Linked DNA regions of Mus musculus: region 1 is linked to region 2. The links are chromatin contacts, called in public HiChIP or PLAC-seq maps. All regions are on one chromosome and are shown on one strand. The core of a region is the stretch at or near the end of the contact, and the rest is flanking DNA. Distances in the headings are between cores, read along the strand shown. Region 1 has its middle 19 kb from the start of Gm33033. Region 2 holds the start of Rnf114 (ring finger protein 114).

Evidence for each region. HiChIP or PLAC-seq counts read pairs in DNA pulled down with a chosen protein or histone mark.
Region 1: a contact with region 2 is called in an H3K4me3 HiChIP or PLAC-seq map of bone marrow-derived macrophages, with 4 times the contacts expected there. The contact joins the enhancer-like site here to the promoter of Rnf114 in region 2. A contact is called at or near these places in 2 of 15 datasets of contacts at CTCF or cohesin (both in the NIH/3T3 cell line), 8 of 484 Hi-C or Micro-C datasets (the 4T1 cell line, the G1E-ER4 cell line, embryonic stem cells and 2 more), 22 of 115 datasets of contacts at active chromatin or transcription factors (T-cell acute lymphoblastic leukemia, bone marrow-derived macrophages, cardiomyocytes and 15 more) and 3 of 9 other capture datasets (adipose tissue, embryonic stem cells and pancreatic islet).

The regions. Positions count from the first base shown.
Region 1 is chr2:167,893,493-167,899,227 of GRCm38.p6, reverse strand. No RefSeq gene overlaps it. Among named protein-coding and RNA genes, the nearest start is that of Gm33033, 19 kb to the right of the region's middle. Within about 2 kb of position 4,042, at least 48 of the 459 cell types and tissues checked have an H3K27ac peak or open chromatin away from gene starts, as enhancers often do. A contact at or near this core is called in the 4T1 cell line, the G1E-ER4 cell line, adipose tissue and 3 more, where this site is marked.
Region 2 is chr2:167,499,485-167,505,360 of GRCm38.p6, reverse strand. Rnf114 (ring finger protein 114) reads right to left here and starts at 1,918. Exons shown (of 6, transcript NM_001360930.1): 1 at 1,760-1,918. The coding sequence starts at 1,902.

The DNA of each region.
Region 1 (5,735 bases), core at 2,793-5,292, 390 kb before region 2:
CAAAGCTATTTCCAGGGAGAAGACAATTGGGGCTACCCTGATAGGATAAGGGCGGTAGACCAAGAACCAATCTATCCAAGTCTGTCTTGGCGAACTTTTGGATGCATGGGTGAGGGACTCTTACAGGATCGTGGGTGACTCCCCCACACACCCCTGCGTCTGCAAGGCTGCAACCCCTCCTCATTGTTTTTTCTTTGCTTGCCCATTTTCAGGCCACTTGGATACTCCAGAGGATTTAACCACCACGTGAAGCAGGGTAGGTACGGTGTCAGCTTGCTACAAGCTAGCATCATCTGGGAAGAGAACTGCAGTGAAGAATTGTCTGTACGGTGCTAGCTTGTGGACATGTCTGTGGGGGATTGTCTTAACTATGGTAATTACATTAGCTGACATGGGAAGACGCAGCCCGCAGCAGGCACAAGCAAGCAAGCAAGCAAGCAAGCAAGCAAGCAAGCAAGCAAGCGTGCAGGGAGCATGCGGTCATCCTCTATGCTCTTGACTGTGGATCTGACTAGCTGCTTCAAGCTCCGGCCTCGGGAACTGACCTGGCATTGTGGATTATAATTTGGAACCTTAGTTTGCTTTCGCCAGGATACTTTATCTCAATAACAGAAACTAGGAAAGACACACATCATCCTACAAGGGACCAGTAGGCCGGAGCCTCGTGCAGGCTCTGCCACTGGGCCTTACTGCCAGTTACTGTACCCTGCCTGCTGTCAGAGTTGCTTGATAACCCTCGTTAAGGAACTACATTTCGGCTGCTGGGCGCATGGTGCGTGCGGCTGCTGTGCGTATGCTCAAGTGCGCGAGGAGGAACCTTGGTGGTTCTCTTCCACTCATCCTGTTCCGACATGGGCTCACGCAACACGTGGGATCAGGGTTCCCCCAGGAAGTCAACTTTTTCAATTGGTCACCCAAATTCGCACATCTTCTCTGTCCTGAGCACGTGGGAAATAAGCCAGTCTCCCAGCGGATATAGGCGCTATGGTTGTCCTCATTTTACCGACTATGGAGAGGTTAAGTAACCCACTCAAAGCCGCACAGCTGGCCTGGTGGGAGGGCTTTTAAAACGACAATTCACCAGAACCCATCTGGTTCTGCAAAACTGGCCAAACTCCCGGGAGCTGTTTTCAAAAGGCGCCCATTCAGCCAGCCTGGGCATCAGGGCCTGGGGACTTGTAATGCCAGACAGTGATTCTAAAAAGCAGCTGAGACTTGGGGGAACCCTGGCTGGTGGCTTTCTTTAGATGGCCATAAGGATTTTCTCCACAGGACTCAAGTGACAAAGGAAAACAAACCTACCTACTACCACTTCCTGTTTAGAGGAGAGAAGAGAGATCTTCATGGACGCATGTTATGGAAATTTCCAAGCACACGAACGTTCTCAGAGCTGAGTGATTAAGAATTTTAATTAAATTAATTAATTAATTAATTAATTTTAAGAATTTGTAGACTCCGGAGCGCAGCGCAGAGCTGTGTGATAGATGTGATGGATGCCTGGGGGATGGGGTGTGTATGGGGGTGGGGTGAGGGTGAGGCCTGCATCTCAAAGGTTTCAGAGGTTGGTAATCACGCTTTGGGGTCCTGTGTTCTACACACATCCTATCACCATACCTTAGTCATGGGGCAAATCCTCGAGGCAAGAGCTGCTGGGAAATGCTAACCAGCAGTGGGCCTCCCCATGATCCTGTCATGAGGTGCAGAGAAAGGTGTTGTCATGGGTGTCTCCGTGCGTGCCACAGGGCCTGTGTGGAGTTTGTTCTTCTTTTCCACCTTTGTGTGGGTTCCGAGGTACTTAGCTTAGGTACCAGGCTTGCATGGTAAGTGCCTTTATCAATGGGGCCATCTTGCCAGCCCTTCCCCACCTTGTTTTTGGAGGCAGGGTCTCTCGAAGGAGACCGTCCCTTCTGCTAGGCTACCTGGCCCTAGGGGTTCAATTGTCACCACCTGCCCAGGCCTGAGACTACAAGACTGTGCCACCACACCTAGCCTTTACTGGGCTGTAGAAGCTTAACCCATGCTCTTGGGCGTTCATGACAGGCAGCTGACTGCCCGAGCCATCTCCCCTGCTCCTGCCCCCCCAGGCACCACAGAAGAGCATAAAGTTTGGACTCTGGGACACAACACATTCCTCACCCCCTGGAGGAGCCTGTGCCATATGGTTTCAGGATCGCATCTAACCATGACTGCCAACTTCAGGAGGCCCCACTTGGCCGGTCTCTGGCTTGGGCTATGCCGTATGGCTGGATAATGCAATAGACACATGTGGGGCCTTTGCATTATCAACAGTAACAGATTAGAGCCAACAACGCTTATTTTAAAATTTCTTCTCTGGGGTATTGTCATCAGGGTTAGGGTAGACATTAATTAATATTTTGCTGATTATGTAAGAAGCCACATGTGGGGACTCAGATCGCTTTTGGCTGGAGACTCTGACTCCCAGCAGCTCTTGCACCAGACGAGGGTAAGGTTTGTGGATGAAGATGAGGAGGGTGGACTTGATCTTGAGGCCACGAGGGGCCATGCAAGAGGTTATATCAGGAGAGAGCCCTGAACAGCATTTAATGCAAATTAAATACAAGGTGGCAGTCAGGCAGAGTCTATGCTGTGATCTGGACAATGTTTGGGAGATCCCAACATGAACCACAGCAACGGGGAGTAACGATCGTCACACTTAAAACGCTGGTCCCGTTTCTCCACCCATTGCCGTCTTTCCTACGTATGCTGCCATGTCTAGGGCACGTTCTTCTTTTAAAAGCACATATTTTTCCCTTACTTAAATATTTATTTTTGAGACAGGCTCTCAGGTCGGCACTGAATGCTCCAAAAAGTATAATGTGGTGTTGAACTCCTAGTCTCCTGACTACATTGCTCGTGTGTGTGTGTCCACCCCAGCTAACCTAGGGGTTTGTGCATGCTAGCCTGAACAAACCCTCTACCAACCAAGTTATCTCCCTAGCCCCAAGTGAGTTTGGTTTCTAGATTGTGTGTGTGTGTGTGTTGTTGTTGTTGTTGTTGTTGTTGTTGCTCTTGGAGATCAGAGGAGGAAATCCGATGCCCTGGAACTGGAGTTACATATGGTTACATGCTGCCAAGTGGGTCCTGGGAACTGGACTCCAGTCCTTTGGCAGAACCAAAAGTAGTCTTAGATACAGAGTGGTCTCTTCAGCCCAAGAATTTAGCTTTTAAAGGAAATCGCCTCACTCCATTGTGCACAACATCCCAGCTGGGGCTTTGCTGCCACTAAGAGACCCCAGATTCTCAGCAGCTTGTTAGGGGTGCTGGTAGCTGTCCTAGAACTCCTTCCTGGCCCTTCAGCCTCAGCCTCTGAAATGTTGGGGTCACAGAAGAGCACCCACACCCACTGTATGACTGGCTGGTCCTGGGATGGGCCACGTCTGTTTGTGTGTCATCCACCCCTGTTCAGCCGCAGACTCAGGAGCACAACTCCATCAAGCCATTGCTGCTACAGAGAGAAAAGAGTCAGACCCAAGGATGGCTTCCGAAGATCCTGTTCAGAAGTTCAGCTCACCTAGTAAAAATCTCCTGTGCCACGCCATCTACTACATGGTCTGCGATGGGAGCCGGGCTCTTGGCCTGTTGTAGTGTTATGTCTTCATTGGATCAGCCTTGTTCACTTGCAGGGATCTATCCTTATCAGGCCCGGGAACCTCAGACATTCCCTAGGAGAAGTGGGCGGGGGAGCTTCTCAGCCCCTCTTCCCATGCGAGTGTGTGTGAGAGTGAGTGAGTGAGTGAGTGAGTGAGTGAGAGTGAGTGAGTGAGTGAGTGAGTGAGTGAGTGAGTGAGTGAGTGAGTGAGTGAGTGAGTGTGCTGTGGTGTGCGCCCTGAGCTGGGCCCACCCGAAGTTCCCGCGTGAACGAACATCGATCGGGTGGGCATTTGCGGAACGATACTGCGGTCCATGAGCAGTTCCAGGCGCGCCCGCCAGGTGTCGCCCCTTCCCAGCGGTCGGAAGGCGCTGCTGAGCGGGCGGGTACCAGGGAGCCGGTGACGCACTGTTTGAACCAAGCTCATCCAGTCGGTCGGTCTCCCAGGTTAGGTTGCTTCTGAAGCCTTGATGCTCACGAGCCGCCCAGCATTTCTACGCGCCTCGTGTTGTATAGATGGGAAGTGAGGTTGAGGGAGTTGTAGAGCCTCAGGGGTCCCAGCTAGTAAATGGGAGACAGAATTCCACCTCGGACTGAGTCAGACACACGAAGAGTTCTGACACCCAGCAGGAGGCAGTAGGATCCATGTTATTTTAATAGGTACTCCGTCTCAGACAGACACTAGGCAAAAACAAACAAACAAACACCTGGGAGACTTCAAAAGTTTGTTGTTGTTTTTTTTTAGTCACTTAACTCTACTTTGAAAATCATTATTATTTTGATTTAGAAATCTCTAGGAGGTTGAGGCATGAGAATCAAGAGTTGAAGGTCAGCTTGATCTTCATAGAAGACATCCTTGGCTCCAAGGAGGAGGAAGAGGAGAAGGAGGAGGAGGGGGAGGGGGGAGGGGGAGGGGGGAGGAGAGGAGAAGGAGGAAGAGGAGGAAAACTACCCACTCTCAGGTCTTGAGGCAGTGCCTTCCTGACAATGATGTTATTCTTATTTCTCTTTGAAATCTTCATGGGCTGGCAAGATAGCTCAGTAGGTAAAGGTGCTTGCTGCCAACCTGGACAAACTTGATCCCAGGGATACACATGGTAGAAAGAGACTGCTTCTGCAAGCTGACCTTCACAAACATGCTGTGGTGTGAGTGTGCATACATACATACACACAAATAAATAAATAAATAAAAGAATGTCATTTCTTTAAAATTGTTTTTTTCTTCTTCTTCTGGTTTTTCCAGACAAGGTTTCTCTGTGCAACAGCCCTGGCTGTGCTGGAACCTGCCGATTTGTAGACCAGACTGACCTCGAACTCACAGAGATCCTCTTGCCTCTGCCTCCTGAGTGCTGGGATTAAAGGCATGCACCACCATGCCTGGCGTAATCTTTTAATCTTAAAATAAATCAGCTAAGAAATGAACACATATGGGAAAATGTTGTAATAGGAAACTGAGACCAGGGTGGGGGGGTGTTGACTTTGTAGTGCATGGCTCCTACGTGTAGAGTCACAACTCTACCCTAGACTGAGTTAGAGGGCTAGGACTCGGCTGCCTAAAGAGAGTGGGTTGTTCTCTGCGTCTGCTGACTGCCAGACCCGGTACCTCTCCTCCACCTCCCCTCCTGCAAACCCTCGTGGTCACTGTGTCTCAGGGATTGTTGCTGAGAGAGCCAGGAGGTAGGTGCTAGGCACGTGAGCAGATTCCTGTCCTCCCTGTTGCTCCACACCCTGTTCTGAGCAAGTTTGTTTTCTTTTTCCCCCTCTTAACAATGCACCTTGGTGATCCCTCCAGACCAACACCAGGAAAACGTGCTTCACACATTCCACAGTGCGAACATAAACTTGAACCTCGATGGGTGCCTGGCCATAGCTGTTTCTAAGCTTTGTAGCTAATAAACACCACACAATTATCGCCTGTGCGCTCAAGCCACTGCTCTGTTCCCTCTGATGCACTCCTAGAGACTCTGCTGTCCGTCACAGGACACAGGCTTTTGAAACTTCCACAATGATTGTCTAAATGTTTAAGGTTGAACCTACTCAGAGACATTCAGCCCAGATGCCAGGGAGGCCCTGGTTTTTCCTGCCTGGAGCCCGGGCCCACTACAGTCAGGCTCTATCTCCACCT
Region 2 (5,876 bases), core at 669-3,168:
TCAAGTTATCTGCGCTCCTCCAGACCTGAAAGGGTGTAGCCACAGGGCTTGACCTGAATTTCATAAAATCAAATGCTCCAACCACAGCTGTAGGACTCTCCAGCTTCAAAGGCAAACATTAAAAATCAAGTTGGCAGAGCCCAAAGCACTTGGAGGAGGCTCAGAGAAGTCAGCTACCCTCACCAAGGTGTGTCTGACTTCAAACAATCTGCTGAGTACGGAGGCTGGTTATGTTTGCTATGCTGGTACTGCTTCTTGCCCTATGATGTAGGAAAAGGTCAAGGAAGCCTCAAAGCCTGGTGCTTTTCAATCAAGTCATGTTTCTTCACAAATGTTAACAGCCCTCACGTGCTCTCCTACCGAATACACCATAGTTTGAACAGTCATTAGTATTTCCTTTAAAAAAATATGAATGTGTGTGCCGTTGAGGACAGCTGGAAATCTGGGGACAGTTTGTGGGAGTCAATTCTTTTACCATGTGGCTCCTCAGGAGCGAACTGAAGTCATCAGGTTTGGTGACAAGAGCCTTCAGCTTCTGAGCTATCTCACTGGCCACTACTTACCAAACAACCTCCTGAGCTGTAAACCCGAGGGCCAAATTGCCTTCTTTTGGTTTTTGTTTGTTTGTTTTTCGAGACAGGCTTTCTCTGTATAGCCCTGGCTGTCCTGGAACTCACTTTGTAGATCAGGCTGGCCTCGAACTCAGAAATCCTCCTGCCTCTGCCTCCCGACCGAGTGCTGGGATTAAAGGCCTGCAACACCACGCCCGGTTCCAAATTGCCTTCTTAACTCTATCCCAAAACAGCAAACAGAGGGCATGCAGACACTCCAGTTAACTGACTGGGAGGGAGTCTGGGTTCGGCTCACGGTGCCGAACACCGGCTTTTATCATCGGACAGAGAGGACATGGTACTCTCTTCTTGGGTCCCTACATGTTGCTCCGTGTAATGAGAAAGCTAGCAGAGTCGAGAGAGAAGTGAGGGAGGTCATCAGGACGGGAGGCCTGAAGTAGTGGCGGCGGGCGATCGGTAACGGCTACCTGTACCTGAACCCAAGCTGGCAGGAGCCCAGTGTCCCTGCAGGCATCCCTCCCACAGTGCTGGGAAGGCCCCGCCTCGCTCCTGGGGACGGTCTGGCAGGCGACGCTGGCCCGAATGAGCGACCCTTGACACTTGCACTTTGATTCACCCGGAAAAAGGCTGGCACTCACAGGACAGCGGCGGGAATGCCTGTGCGCCCAAAAAAGGGTGCTGGAGTTGGGGGGGGTCAGGAAGCCCGATTCCTGGGTGAGCGGCAGTGGGCGGGGCCGCGGAGGGACGTGGTCGAGCATCCTCAGGCTCTTCGGCTACGGTGTGTTTGAAATGTGCAAGAATGGGATTCAAATCCCGCTAAGCGGTCACAGGAGCCAGGGAAAGCCCAGGCCGCCCTCGCTCAACTCCTGAAGCGGCTGCGGCAGCCTGGCCCGCGACACCGGGCTTCACTCACGCCGAGGGAGGCGGCCTCCGCGAGCGAGCACCCCACACCCGGTCCGCGGGTACGGCCGAGCGTCCCGGCACTTCCCTCTTGTTCCAGCCTAGCCCGGGGCCCACTGTCCATACTTAGCCCGGCGGCCTCCCGCGCACTTCGGAGGCGCCGGCGGCGGCCCGGTGAGTCGCGACGCCGAGGCTCGAGGGGGCCCGCTGTGCTCCCTCGTCAGACGCCGCCGGCCGCCCGCCGCCTGCGCACCGCGACCCCTACCCGGCAGGCGCCCGCCACTCACACGTGTCCGCAGGGCACCTGCACCGGCTTCTCGAATACTTCCAGGCACACGGGACACGTAAAGCGGCTGAGGGGGTCCGTCTCGGACGCCGGCTTCGCCGACTGCGCGGCTCCATCTCGGGACTCCGGCTGCGCCGCCGCCATCTTGCCGCTGAGGAGCGTCGCGCTGAGAGAGAAAGAGCCGCCGAGGGGGGCTGGGGGCGGGGCCGCCGTCGTTTGCGCACGCGCTAGGGGCTGAGATGGGCGGAGTCCACAACGCCCCCTCGCCCCCTGGAGCTTTTGAAAGCTGCCGCCCACCAGGTGTGTAGATGGCGTCCCGGGGAGAGCCTAGAGGACGCAGCCACACTGAGCCCACACCTCTCACCCACAGGAACTCAGACCGTGAATGTGTATTGTTATTACAGTTGACCTTAGCTAGCTCACCAACTTGCCCAGTTGAGCTTTGAACTTTCCATCCTCCTGCCTCAGCCTACCAAGTAATTGGCTGTATAGTCTGCACCACCAGGTGTGGCCAGATGATTTGATCTGATTTCTCAGCGTCTTTCCTAACCGGAAAGGAGGAGGCAGGACTTCCTGCCTGCACAGCTAACGGGGTACAAGTGTATCTCACAAACTCCCGTGGCTTGTTAGGTCGATACCACCTCCGTGAACCTTTCCAGTTTTCTAGACATATTTATTGCCCTTTTCCTATGGCTTGTACGTGGCCTGGAAAAATAAAATAGGACAGAGGCTTGGACTGAAGGAGGTATAGTATAACAGGAAGTCACTGGACTGTGCGCGATCAGCCAGTACCTTGAAGACCAAGAGTTCCAGCAGGTGTTGGGTACTGGCAGTGATTGAGTCCAAGATCAACAAGGAGTTGATTATCTGGAAAGCACTGCGTCCAGGGCTGGGGTGTGGCCACCAAGGAAGAGGTCTCCTCTAGCATGGCACACGGGCTCCTGGGTTCCATCCCTAGCAGTGTATATGTCATATTTGGTAGTCCACACTCAGAATCCCCAGCACTTGAGAAATAAAGGCAGGAGGATCAGAAGTTCAGAACTATCTCGGGCAATATAGTGAGTTTGAGGCTAGCCTGGGATACGGGGTGGTATACTCACCTGTAGAAGTCAAAATGTTTTGAGCTTTGAGGTCAGCCTGGATTGCAAAAGAGACCCTTTCTCAAAAACCAAAGCAACAAACAAAATAGGTGCTTCTAAAAAGGTGCACTTCAGGGGCTGGAGTGATGGCTCGGCAGTCAGGAGCACTGGCTGCTCTCACAGAGGTCCTGAGTTCAATTCCCAGCAACTACATGGTGGCTCACAACCGTCTGCAATGGGATTCGATGCCCTCTTCTGGTGTGGCTGAAAACAGGCACTTTGTGTGTGTGTGTGTGTGTGTGTTGGGGGATTCGAGACAGGGTTTCTCTGGGTTCCTGGCTGTCCTGGAACTCACACTATAGACCAGGTTGGCCTTGAACTCAGAAATCCACCTGCCTCTGCCTCCCGAGTGCTGGGATTAAAGGCATGTGCCACCTCCACCCGGCAAGGTACTCCTTTATTAAGTAAATAAATCTTTTTTTTTTTTTTAAGTTGCACTTCAGTATGAGCCTGCAGGTCAGCATGCTGTGACTCTGGTTGTGTCAGGCTGTAGTTCAGTGTGCTTGCGGCCCTGGGTTTGACATCAGCTTTGGAGAACCTGGCTCGTGAAGACTCCAGAACCTACTGTGCTTTTACTGAGCCTGGCTTTTACTTAGCCTTTCCTTCCTTTCCCTTTTCCTTTTTCTTATTTTTTTTATTCATACATGTGTATATATGCACTTGTGTCTGCAGGTGCTTTCAGAGACCTGAAGAGGGTGTTGTATCACCTGGTGTTGGAATCACTGGCCATTTTGAGCCACCCTGTGAGAGTGCTGGGATCAGATGTTCCTGACTGCTGAGCCATCTCCCTAGCCTCTACTATGGTTTTCTTCCTGCCAAGGGATGCTGGTATGTTAACAAGACTCGGCAGGCATGTGGCTTTTCCTTGCTTGCTTCAAAGGGCAAAGATGATCGCTTTCTGCAAATGACCCTTTGAAGCCCTGTGCTTGAAGGCTATACGCTATACACACTAAAAGCCATGACCTCTGGGGACTGTTTTCGGAGCAATTAAACAGCACCCAGATGAGCTCAAGATCCAAGATCCAACCCCCTGAGCTGTGTCTCCTTGGAGGTGGGTTGGGGGGGGGGCAGATCCTCAGTAATGATGCCTCCTAGCCTGTGGCGGTGGCTACCTTTGGACTTTGAAGCACTACAGTTGGGTTTATCTAGAGAGAAAAGGGGAAGACTGTGGAGTGTGAAGGAGTCAGAGAACACATGTGCCTGCTTTGGAGGTGACAACCTCCTCCAAGTCATTGAGCGCTCAATCGAGGAGCTTAGTTGGCCTCCTCCGCCTCCAGATAATTCAAGCTGTACTAGGGCAGGAAGCCTCATAGGGTAAAACCTGCTGTATACTTGCTCCCGGTCAGGATCAAGATGAATCTCTTTCCTCCTGGTATCTCTTCTAGCAGGCAGGATAAGCTGACAGCTGGGAGGTGGCTCAGTTAGTGAAGTCCTTGCCTAGCACACGTGACCCAACAGGATGCTAAGCACACTCTCACCTGCACACCTGTGCTAAGCAGGCCGGTGCTGTGCTTGTCTAAATCAGGTTATGGGAGGTAAAGGCCGGAGAGTCGGGGTTCAAGGCCATCTTTTATTTATTTATTTATTTATTTATTTATTTATTTAAGATTTATTCATATGAGTACACTGTCACTATCTTCAGACACACCAGAAGAGGGTATTGGATTTTATTACAGATGGTTGTGAACCACCACGTAGTTGCTAGGAATTGAACTCAGGACCTCTGGAGGAGCAGTCAGTGCTCTTAACTGCTGAGCCATTTTTCCAGCCCAAGGCCATTCTTGTTAGCACAAGACTCTTGGCTGCATGACACCATCTCCAAAAATGAAGTCAAATCAAACCAAGTCAAGATATCCTTGAGGAGGGAACTATGAATGCAGGTCATGTAACTGAGGTTTGGGAAGGTGGTTCCATATGCAGTCTGACTGGAAGCATACACTCACAATGCTAGACAAACTACAAACAGACAATTTCTACTATTAGAGATAGGCTCAGCGTGCTGGGCTGTGGTGGCACATGCCTTTGATCCCAGCACCCTGGAGGCAGAGGCAGGTGGATCTCTGTGAGTCTGAAGCCAGCCTGGTCTACAACGTGAGTTCCAGGACAGTCAGGGGATTACACAAAAAGACCCTGTCTCAAAACCCCAAACCAAACCAACCAACCAAATAACCAACAGCAACAACAATAAAAAGCAAAAACAAAAAGAGGGGCTGGAGAGATGGCTCAGTGGTTGAGAGCACTGACTGCTCTTCCAGAGGTCCTGGGTTCAGTTCCCAGCAACCACATGGTGGCTCACAACCATCTGTAATGGGATCTGATGCCCTCTTCTGGTGTGTCTGAAGACAGCAACAGTGTACCCATATATATAAAATAAATCTAAGAAAGAAAGAAAGAAAGAAAGAAAGAAAGAAAGAAAGAAAGAAAGGAAGAAAGAAAGAGAGAGAGAAAGAAAGAAAAGAAAGAGGCTCACCAATCTGGACAGACAGCTCAGCACTTACTGCTCTTCTAGACGACCTGAGTTGGGCTCCTAGCACCCACATTAGGCAGCTCCCAATCAACTTTAACTCCAGCTTTAAGGGACCTGACCCCCTCTTCTGTCCTCAGTGGGCACTGGTCACAGATGTGCTGTACAGAGTATATGCAGGCAAAACACCTATACACACAAAATTAAATCTTTTTAAAAAAGTTTTAGGGGCTGAAGAGATGGCTCAGAAGAGCTATTATTGCTGGTGTAAAGGACCCAGGTTCAATTCCCAGCACCTCCATGTTAGCTTACAACTATCCATTAACTCCACTTCCAGTGCTCTCTTCTGGCTTCCGTGGGCACCAAGCACATGCACAGTGCACATACACACATGTAGGCAAAACACACAGAAAACAAAACAAATATATATAACTCATTTTTAAAGAAAACCTTTAAAAAATAAAAGGCTTACTGTCCAGAGGGAAGGTCCCTGAAAGATGTGTCAGAGATATTTC